2 separate regions of the Gossypium arboreum genome follow, and region 2 is linked to region 1. The links are chromatin contacts, called in public Hi-C maps. All regions are on one chromosome and are shown on one strand. Each heading gives the region's core, a stretch centred on a gene start, on an enhancer-like site or on the middle of the called end of the contact. The rest is flanking DNA. Distances are from core to core; before and after follow the strand shown.

Region 1 (2,916 bases), core at 200-2,699:
ATAAGGAAATTATAAAAATTTAAAAGTAGATGGATTAGAGAATAGCTGAATACCTTGAAAGACTAACAGAAATAAATATAGACAGTGGCGGAGCTTGAAATTTGTTTTGGTCGAAATTAAATTGTATATTTTTACGATAATAGAAATGTAATTTTATTATTTTAATAATTTATAAATTTATAATTTTAAAAGATTAAATTAAATTTTTATTATTTTAGTTAATAAAATAAAATTTTACTATTACTAATTTAAAATTTTATAAATTATAAAGTGTCTAAATAAAACATTATCATTTTAGAAGGTCATGACCTCCTAGATCTCCATTACGTTCCGCCACTGAATATAAATTAAACGCAACAAGAAATAGAAAGATAAATACTGGAATAAAATACAAATTAAGGAAAAAAATGAGATATAACTAGTGTGATGGAAATACAGATATGTAAAGAATAAAATGAAAGAGTTTTCATTAACTTTATACAATAAAAGTGTGGTGGACAACAAAGCTGAAGAATATCAATTATAAAATGGATCGTGAGATGTGTAGAATTTTAATAGAGTAACGGAAGAAGCAATCAATTGATTGCGTGTATGAAATTGGGGTGAAATTTTTCAATAAAGTTAATTAATGTGTGGGAGAAAAAGTAATATATATCTTAAAAGGGTTTCCTGAAAAGATACCACTTAGAAAAGTTGATTGTACTAAAATTATAATTTCTGATGACTACCATTATTAATGGAAATTTTAAGAAAATATATTGGAAACGTTTTTTTAAGCTATGATTAATAGTAATTAAAAATTGGTTTTGTGTCACTTGCCAAGCAAATAATTACTTTAAAATTTAAATTTTCTAAAATGCAACATAATCTTACTATAGTCTATATATGTATATATATTAGATGTTATTACAAGTTAATTGGACATTATTTTATGATTGATAATAATATAATAATAAACAAATGTAATGTATTTAGTATTTGAATAAATTATACAAATAGTTATCCAACTATAATTTTTTAATCACTTAAGTAAAAATTTGTAATTTAAGCATCTACGTTGTATGATAGGAAGAAGAGTTGGAATGATTTTTATTATATTTAATATTAATATAAAATTTAAATTTAATATTATATATTTTAAAAATATTTATGTATTTTTATATGTTTCTTTGAAGTTTTTAGAATTAGGATCAAAATGAGAATATTTATAAATTTTAAAGGTTAATTTTTTAAAATTATGACTGAATTACTAATATATAAAAATTTAAAAGTTATATTTGTTATTATACTAATTTTTAACTGTCATATCAACTTTTCGTTAAAATGAGTGATTAAAATATTTTAAAAATATAATATTAATGTTTAAATTGTAAATTTTTTATTTTGGGTGCCTTAAAATGAATTTTTTTATAATTGACTGTATATATAGTTTGCCCTTTAATATGGTTAGGTGGTTCAGATTTCGTTTTATACCCAAACAAGTTTCTCAATTTATTATTAATTAATTTCAGTTTAAATCGTTTGAAAGGGAGTGGGTAAGGTACAAGGTGATAAGCGAGGAGAGATGGAGTTGTTGGCCAACCAGCATACCCGGAATTGGGTCAATTCCCGACTTCACTTCCACTGTTTGCTCCCACTAGCATCCTTCCACCTACCCATCTCTCTCCTTTCTCCTTTCATCGCCATTGATTGATGTAAATTTCAAGCCTTCAAATTCCACCTTATTACTTTAAACCAACCATACCTCACTTTCCAACATTAAGGGAGATAAAATAATAAACTATTAAGCCCACTTGTTCTCCCACCAACCCCCATCCCCTTATTTTTCCTGGACTAATTTTGAGTTTGTTTTTATTTATTTCACTGAGGAACCTCCTCCTCTTGCCCAAAATTTGTTTTCTCTTCAATCTTCGTACAAATGGCAGTTTCTCTTCATAACTCAACAGGAATTTCCGGTGTTGGCTTCGACTCCCAATTTTTGGGATCACATTCTGCTTCCAAGGCCTCCGTTTCCGTGTCTTTCCATTCCTCTCTTACTAATCTTTCCTTAAAGTAAGTTCCTTTTTCCGGCATCTTAATGTTTCTAGCATTTTTTTTTTAAATTCTAGGGGGAGCAATTTTGGGTTGTGATTGCATTTAACATATAATCTGTCTATTCAGTTCATTGAAGAAAATGCAGAAATTTGATTCTGGATCATCAGTTGAATCACTGATGCATTTGCAGATTTTACTTGACACTGCCTCAATGTTAGCTTCTTTGCTTCTTTTGCAGATTTTAGTTTATCCTTAGCAATCTGCAGAGACACTAATTTGTTGGTCAAATCAATTTTCGTTTATTCTGTTTTGATATCATCCGCTGTATAAGAGAACATGGAATATTGAAATAAAGAAACATATGTTATTAAATATTTTCTACGAGATTGCTATGGAAGTGGTTTCATGAGTATTGTCTTTTTTTTTTTTTAATGGAAGTGTAAAGAGAAACATCTTTATTCTTAGTTTATTCCATTCCTTAAGCTGATTCATTGAAGTTGCAGAACCATTTTAATTTAAGAAACTTCCCTTTGTGGCACTATCTATAAACTTGAAGATTAAACAAGGAAAACATTTTGTGCTGGCATTTTTTTGTTTGTGTGAGAATTAAAGAAAAGTTGTCTCAAAAGTCTTAATTATTTCCCAAAGGGAGAAGGGAGCACTGGATATATTAGAGAATTTCATTGTCTGGTTGTATATACTTCTTGGCAGATCTGTTGAGACTTCTAAACAACATTCATATAGAATAACTGCAATGTCAAAGACAGAGAGTAGCAGCGACCAAGTGAAACTTGATATCTCTTTGAGCCCTAGAGTTAACTCTGTGAAGCCTTCAAAGACAGTGGCTATAACTGATCATGCAACTGCTCTTGCACAAGCTGG
Region 2 (2,916 bases), core at 251-2,750, 510 kb before region 1:
GCTTTAGCGCAATCGAACCCATAACTTCATGTATTGACAATAATATTTATATCAATTAAGTTAACAATCAATCGACACGTAAATATATATTTTTTATTAGATGGACAATATAACTTGATGTGATGCGCTTGTAGATTGGCAAAATGGTTGAGGGTGGCTGTACTTGGTAAAGTATGTCTAACACACATAAGACAAATCCATTTTCATATATTTATCATATTTATTAATTAATTAATTTTCGAGTATTTTTCCTTTATATCATTTTAAAATTAAAAAATTATTTGTGACCATTTTCATTTTGTTCCGTAAGCCCTTTGTTTTACTTTTATCCCTTTTCTTGATTACAAGGTTAGTTCTCACGAGTCTTCCAAAAAAGAAATTTGAATTTCTCATATGATATTACTGTTTTTAGTAAATATATTCGTAAACATGATATATTATATATCTAATAAATATATATTTGATTATATTATCCAAAAATTATTTTCTGATATTTATGTTTAGATTTATACCTAAACTAGTAATATAAAAAATAGTACAATAGAATTTGCCTCTGGTGTAAAAATTAGAATCAATATGCTGAACTTAAATCAGATGAATTAATTGCAGTAGAGTAGGATTGTTCTTCCATACCCAATTGTTTAGTAAATTACTGATCAAGCCAAATGGTTTTATTTTTCCTTTAATTTTTAATCATAAATTTAAAAAAGGTTAAATATCTGACAGTCTAACTATTACTTACAAAAAAGAAAAGTTGATAAATGTGTTATTCTTTTATTGTTTTTATTCAATAATATATAAAAAGAAAAGTAAGCAGGAAAGGGTATATTGGTAATTGGAATAAAATTTCTGCTGTGGTAGTAACAGAATAACAAGGAATATTATTAGGAACAAATTAATAATAATTATAATTAGGTGTATCTTACTGTTTACCAATAAGACAATGAATATTTTGGAAAAGAAAAACAACAACAAACCAATGAATATCCATTTCCAGCCAACTAAGAGAGAGAAAAAGATGCTGGCTTACCTACTTGGCCGCTTGGGTTGCTTAAACTGAAGCTGCATGGTTTTCTTATTATCTTTTTCATTTTAAAATAATATTTTAAAGTTTTTATCTTAAACAATTAAAATTTAATAACAATAAAATATAACATAAGTAACACATTTAAAAATTTTATGCAATACAAATTATTATACTACCAAATTAATAAATATATAAATATTTTAAATAGGTTTACTGCATTAATATATATAAATTATTGAAAATTTTATTTAAAAAATTAATTATAAACTGAACCTATTTTTTTTTTTTGTAAAATCATGATTTACACTCAAATTATTATTGAGAAAGATGAATACCCAATCAATAAACCATAATTTAAAATTTTATAGGTACTTTTATTCTTTTAATTTTGATAATTAAAATCTATTCAACTTTAATTATTAAATAAAAATTAAAAATTAAAAGTAGAATAATTATAAAATGGGAGATAAGTATACCTTTTTTTTAAAAAAAAACTCTTTAGAGTTTAGAAGAGAAGAAGCTGAGCCGAGAAGCAGAGCTTTCAAGTTGTCGGTGGTCCAGTGAAAGCGTCGGCTGTGTGAGCTGTGAGTGAACTGAAAACAAAACACAACCTCCGCTCTTTTTTCTTTTCACAGAAAAAAAATAAATTAAAAACGAAAAACAGAAAGACAAGAAGAAGTAGAAGAAGCATTACCCAAAAAAAAAAAAAAAAAAGGAAAATCAATTTCTCTCTCTCTCCGTCTTTAATATCTCTCTCATCGTTGGCTTCTCTTCTACGAAATTGATAGATAGAAGCACTCCAAATCAAGGAGACTAAGCTCATTCTTCCTTCATTTCTCTCTCTTGAAGGTTTGCCTTCACTTTCTCTTTCTTTTTTCCATCTACATTTCTATTTTCATCATTCGGTGTCGTTTCTTCCAAATCTAAGCTCCTCATTTTTTTCTCCTTTAATCCCTCTTCGATCTGCTATCTACTGACTTTCAATTTGGTAAAATTTCAGTTGATTTTAATGGAAAATGATACAAAATCAGTGCGATGGAAATGTGATCTTTTGCTCTACCCCTTTTTGAACTTTCAGTTTACTAGTATTAGATGTATTGGTTTATTGTTCTTTTGAAGTCGAATGTTTTGTTGAATTATCATGATTTTTGCTTGATCTGGACTTTTTTTTATTTAGAAATTCGTATTTAACTTATTTCTTTTACTTTTTGGCAGGGGATTTTAATGTTTTGACGACGCGTAGCGGCTGGATCTGACAAGGGGCTAAGGTTTATTATTTTTTCTTTCAAGATTCAGCGAATTTTGCAATAAAAGCAAAGCTGGCGGCGACAGTGTCTTGGAGGTTCGCTGCCAACAATGGCAGCGGCCTTGCTGCTAATGATGTGGTGTGTTTCTAAATTTTCATGCTTAATTTTGGGATGATTTAAAGGATATGGTTTGTGAATGTATTGATATGATACATTTATGAAGTTTAAGGTGGTTGATGTGTTTTGATCTCATTTTCATCATTGTTAATAAATAAATGCGTCCTTTTAGTAGAATTTGTTTTCTATAAGATTGGAGAATGATTGCTTCTTTCCTTCGACATGGAAATGCGGTCTAACAATGATGAAACCTAAAATAGATTTGGATTTGGACACTCGGAAATTTTATTGCCAATTTGTTGGCTGAAGATCACTTCTATTTGAAATTTATCAAGAGCCACTTATTCCGAAAATTAATATGTGATTTTCAAATATACGTTCTTCAAAATAATATACTTTGAGGTGAAGGTGTCATTAATATGCATTAATGCTACACCTACCGGTTCATTTCATTTCTCTAAAAGTTTGCCATTAGCAATGGAGTTTAGTTCAAAGACATATGCTGAGCAACAATATGACAATGTG

The links. A called contact is a pair of places that touch in the nucleus more often than the background predicts.
Region 2: a contact with region 1 is called in a Hi-C map of leaf, with 4 times the contacts expected there. The contact joins the promoter of LOC108469565 here to the promoter of LOC108467508 in region 1. A contact is called at or near these places in 2 of 5 Hi-C or Micro-C datasets (both in leaf).

Annotation. Positions count from the first base shown.
Region 1 is chr11:65,344,817-65,347,732 of ASM2569848v2, reverse strand. It overlaps LOC108467508 (bifunctional aspartate aminotransferase and glutamate/aspartate-prephenate aminotransferase-like), which reads left to right and starts at 1,449. Exons shown (of 10, transcript XM_017768141.2): 1 at 1,449-2,052; 2 at 2,746-2,916. The coding sequence starts at 1,919.
Region 2 is chr11:65,858,324-65,861,239 of ASM2569848v2, reverse strand. It overlaps LOC108469565 (protein CELLULOSE SYNTHASE INTERACTIVE 1), which reads left to right and starts at 1,500. Exons shown (of 8, transcript XM_017770454.2): 1 at 1,500-1,876; 2 at 2,243-2,412.